Linked DNA regions of Mus musculus: region 2 is linked to region 1. Evidence: chromatin contacts called from public HiChIP or PLAC-seq data. All regions are on one chromosome and are shown on one strand. Each heading gives the region's core, a stretch centred on a gene start, on an enhancer-like site or on the middle of the called end of the contact. The rest is flanking DNA. Distances are from core to core; before and after follow the strand shown.

What was found. HiChIP or PLAC-seq counts read pairs in DNA pulled down with a chosen protein or histone mark.
Region 2: an H3K27ac HiChIP or PLAC-seq map of embryonic stem cells shows a contact between it and region 1, with 2.7 times the contacts expected there. The contact joins two enhancer-like sites. A contact is called at or near these places in 3 of 115 datasets of contacts at active chromatin or transcription factors (all in embryonic stem cells) and 1 of 9 other capture datasets (embryonic stem cells).

The regions. Positions count from the first base shown.
Region 1 is chr3:102,054,135-102,056,690 of GRCm38.p6, reverse strand. No RefSeq gene overlaps it. Among named protein-coding and RNA genes, the nearest start is that of Casq2, 31 kb to the left of the region's middle. Within about 2 kb of position 1,285, at least 17 of the 459 cell types and tissues checked have an H3K27ac peak or open chromatin away from gene starts, as enhancers often do. A contact at or near this core is called in embryonic stem cells, where this site is marked.
Region 2 is chr3:102,604,212-102,606,767 of GRCm38.p6, reverse strand. No RefSeq gene overlaps it. Among named protein-coding and RNA genes, the nearest start is that of Gm40112, 89 kb to the left of the region's middle. Within about 2 kb of position 1,282, at least 4 of the 459 cell types and tissues checked have an H3K27ac peak or open chromatin away from gene starts, as enhancers often do. A contact at or near this core is called in embryonic stem cells, where this site is marked.

The sequences.
Region 1 (2,556 bases), core at 36-2,535:
GGATTGTAAAGGGGGTGATTTCAGCATTCAGACCATATTTTTAATTTTTGCAACTCTTTTCTTGGTCAGGAATACTCCAATAGGCACAATCACTCACACAGAGAACCTTAATCATAATTTTTATTACATTACATTGAAATTAAAGAGCTCTCACTACTCTAGGTCTTCATCTTTGAGCTTTTAACTCTACCACATATAAAGTAAAATAACCAAATAGTTCATAGAATAACTTTGTCAGTCTCCACAATTTATTATCATACTCTTAAGATATCATTATATGCAATGAAAGAATGTCTGAAAGGAATACATTGAGATAAAGTATATGTTTCAGATTTGGGTAATTTTTTCAAATAGTGATTGTCTGTGTCCTATGTTAGGCAGAGACACGGGTGGGTTTTTGTTTGCTTGTTTGTTTTAGTTTGGCTTGAGTCTATTTCTGAAACCATCCATAAACGCCATCTCTCTGGTTAGCAGTCAGTCGCATTGATATGGTGATGTCTGTCCTCAGCGCGGCTTCCTTTGTATCTCCTACTTGGGGTCTCAATGGCAATGGAGTGGGAGCTGTCTCTGTCCTGAGTCCCTGAAGCCCAGGTTGTGTTTGTGTATGGGGAGAGTTAATGAGAACAGAATGCCTTTCTTCCCCCAGCTTCCCCAACCCCATCTGTTCAAACAAAAGGCTGAAAGGGAAAGAGAAGGAGACCCTGCTGGTCAAGGGGGGAGGAATAATAACATATATCCTTGGGCAACATTTCAGCACATGCAACCCTTTTACACTGAGCTTAAGCTTTTATTCAGACAAAAGAAGTCAGACCAATGTCATTTTTTATTTTTTTTTTCAAAAACCAAATTAAGAAAAAAAAAAACCTACATTAGGCCCAAAGGCTTAGGTTATCTTTTTTTTTTTCCTCCAATGACTACATTTATAAGTCTAAATTGGAAAATAGAAAATATAAATAGGATGAAAAAAAGAAGCATTTTGATTCTAGTGAAATGTACAGAGTTACCCATCTGTGTGGGCTGCTGTGCAAGACTTTCATTAAAAGAAATTACTAAAAGACAAGTGTTCTCACTTACTTTGCCTAAAATTCAAATAGAGCCGGTTCATGCTGCCACAACAGGGAGGAGAGAAGGCATATTTACTTCCCTTTACTTCCCAAGAGGAGTCCAGGAGAACGGCAGTGTCCAGTGGACAAGAAAGGGCTTCTTCCAGTCAGTGCCACACAAGAGCCACTGGAACCCTGGGTGGCCAGACCGACTTCCTGAAGCAGCTCACTGAGGTTCCCTGGCTCCTAGCCTATCCAAGGCTAGCCTTGTGGGATGATGGCACAGAGCTGGCTAATGCTCTGCTACACACTGCTCTCCATCAAAATAGGAGAGGAAACGATTTGATGATTTGAGATTATCCCGTTTAAGCAACAGCCATTAGGTCCTCTCACCAAGATGGAAAAGTAACTTGGTGGTTTTTTTGTCTGACAAAACTTACATTTCAAGTTGGTTGTCCCCACGGCTGTGCCGTAGTCATATGCCTGCAGGCTTGTCTTTTTCTCTTTCTTGGAAAGTGTCTAACCGATTCTGTTCTGTCTAGAGTTAACACTGATGGTTGCACTCTTATGAGGAGAGACTCACGAATGTAGACTGTTACGAAGTTAAGATGTTTGGGTTTCTCCATATTTAAGAAAGGGAAGAACCCATTTTGGGGAAGAGTTTTAGATAGCCTTTTTTTTTTTTTTTTTTTTTTTTTTTTTTTTAAAAGATTTATTTATTTATTATATGTGAGTACATTGTAGCTGTCTTCAGACACACCAGAAGAGGGAGTCAGATCTTGTTACGGATGGTTGTGAGCCACCATGTGGTTGCTGGGATTTGAACTCTGGACCTTCGGAAGAGCAGTCGGGTGCTCTTACCCACTGAGCCATCTCTCCAGCCCCTAGATAGCCTTTAAAGAGTGAAGAAATGTCACCATGAGGCTGGAGAGATGACTCAAAGGTTAAGAGCCCTGGCTGCTCCCATGTGGCAGTTTACAAACATCTGTGACTATCACTCTTGAGGATCTGCTCTTCTCCCTCTGCAGCCACCAGGCCCAAATGTGGTACACAGACATATATGTGCAGGAAAGCACTCTGACACCTAGAAGAAATACTTTTTTTTAAGGAAGATTTTTACAGCATCTCCTAGGAACTGGCATCACTCAGCAAAGTTTTGTAAGGAAACACGTTGGCGACACTGGGAGAAGGGCCATCAGGAGCTAATACAGCAAGCCACCTCAGGAAACTGGGAATGTGTGGTTTCTGAAAAGGGGAGATGACTCAGAACTGATGAGGGAACTTTGGAAGCTCAGGAAAGCACAGCTTGTCCATCTTGGTAGAATGTTTTTTCAGAAATGGCCAAGTTCATTGTATTGTCAGCAATCAATTATGCATGCAAGCAGAAGGGAAAGCAGAGGGGACAGTCACAGAGGGGACTAACAAAAGGCCATCCTCATCAGCTTCCACATTCTCTGTTTCTGTGTCTCTCCATCTCTGTCTCTCTGTCATTGTCTCTCTATCTCTGTCTCTG
Region 2 (2,556 bases), core at 33-2,532, 550 kb before region 1:
TCATGCTATGTATTTGATTAAAAGATTTTCCCACTTATCACCCAGATGTTTAAGGTCAGAAAGACTCACCCACGTCTGCTTAAGTAGCAAGCTATTCCCCCTCTCAGCATCCAGAGGCAAATGAGAACAAGGCCCAACCCAGAGAAATTAACTGGCAGTGATGATGGCGGCACAGATCTAAGGCACAGATCTGGGGGTTGTTTGTAATCCACAAGTGTTCAAGGTGAATCAGGGCAGAAAAGCTAAATAAAGGGATGTGAACGTTAAAAAAGGCAACTGCGTGATGCTATCCAGGAACCATCTAAGGAAAAACTCCAGCGAGACAGATTGAGAATTTTAAAACAACACCCTCCATGCCGACTACCCCGTGACATCTGTTAACACAAGACACAGAGCCATTTCCTGGAAAGTTTTTTTTCGTGTTTATAAGGGTGAGACCCTCTTGATGTTTTTGTGACTTTAATTAAAGAGCTGAGGGATGGAACTGCATCCCAGGCATGTCCCAGGAGGGAACTGGTTGTACACAATGCCTCACATTCAAACAGAAAGAGAATAAAACCAGCCAACGATCCAGGTGTCGTTGATTTTACATGGATGATAATGTATTATTCTTGCAAAAAAGGGTGGGAGGGAAGTGCTCCTCAGAGGAGACATGCTTTTGAAGGTGTTTCGTTAATATCTTTTTTTTTTACACTTTCTTTTCCTTTTTTGAGTATATTTAGCAACATCAAGCAAACCAGAACACGGGGACGGAGGAGAGGAAGACACAGAGCGGGTCTCTGTGGCGGGGAGGGGTGAGGAGGTGAGGGCAGAGGGGAGGCAGGGAGCACAGTTAAGTGGAGGCACAGAAGATGCTCTCTAACTTTTCTGTAAATTAATATGAACTAAACTTATCCTTGTCTAGCTTCAGATGAATGAGATTCAAGCTATGATGTATTTATCAGGCTCTGCACAATTACTGGGGGATTAACCCTAATCTAATCCTCTATGCTCCTCTGGCTGCTTCCCCAGCTGTGCTCCCCCAACACTTGCTGTTTGAGTCTTCCTGGGTTATTTCTGCTCCTGCAGTCTGGGGTCTTGGGGAGGCATTTTATTTGGGCTCTTGCTGCTGGTGCATCATGACTAATGGAGACCTCCTGTTCTACAACCCCCAGCCTGGTAACCCAAACTCCACCACTCTCCATTCTCCCAGTAATTGGCTCTTGCCAGTTTTTATTTAACCAATAGTTTTAAATTAGGGAGTAACGTTTGCATAATAAAGGTTGGTGTGCATGGGAGTTGTCTGGTCTTGGGACAACCAGATCTTGGGATGCAGAATTTAGCATATGAATACAAGCAGTACCAGACCAACCCCCAACACTTTTCTTCGAATCTGCCATTTTGGCATCAGAAACCTGCTTGCTGAGTTAAGGAAAAGGTCCTCAGATATTAGTGTGCCTAAGGACCATTCCAGAAACAACATTCACAGGTTTCTGGGAATGCACACGCAGAGATGCGGGTTTAGTAGGACTGGGGTGGTGGTGCTGGAAGGAGGCCATGGGCAAGCACCCGCAGTGTTCAGTGTGTCTCTGTTTTGTGAGGTCCTTTAGGTCCTGTCCACTCTAGCTCCACTTTCTCAAAAGGAGACATGGCTGGAGAGAGCTGCTGCCCAGCCACGCCGTGGAACCAGATTCCAGGAGACTTCAGTTGAGTCTCAGCTCCATCCATTTAGCTCTGTGATTTGGAATCAGAGCGTTAAATGGTAGGAGGTTCAGTTTGTTCATCCTAATTGATTGTATAACAGGAGAACCAATATAAAGCTGGAAGGCTGTGCCATGCCCGAAATCAACACAGTGGAGGCAGATTCAGGATGATCCCTGGGGCTCCTTGGTCAGCTACCATTACCTCGTTAGTGAGCTTCAGGTTCAGTGAGAGACCGTGTGTCAAAAAATAGAGCACTCAAAAGGCACTCTAGAGGCAGAGGTAGGCAGATCTTTGTGAGTTCAAACCAGCCTGGTCTACATAGCAAGTTCTAGGTCAGCCAGGGCTACATAGCCTTAGGAAAAAAAAACAGGATAGGTAGAGAATGTTTGAGGAAAACACCATGTCATCCTGTGGTCTCCACAGGTATGTGTACATGTGTATGTGCATGCCTGCATACATGAGCACACACGTGGACAAGTATTCATACAATCTAAAAACAGAAACATATGATTGTCTGGACATGGTGGCTTGTAGCTGCTACCCCCTGACTCAGCAGAGTGGGCAGGAGGTGGCCGACTTGAGCTATGCTACAGAAGTCTATCTCAAAAACAGAATCCAAAATACTTTATTAAGTAAAACAACGAAGAGAAAAGTCTCAGAAGTCCTCTTGGATTCTGTAAAGCACAGAAATAGTTACCAAACTCCTGTTGTCATTCTCTGTGCTAGGTGTTGAATTTGTAGCTCAAGAGACAATAACAGAAAGGTATGGCAACCCTCAAGGCTGCCAAGAAGGCTCCAGTGGCTACTGAGAGGCCAAGAGAGGCGAGCTGAGCATTCATGTCAGTGGTAAATGTTGGAGGAGAAGATCTTAAC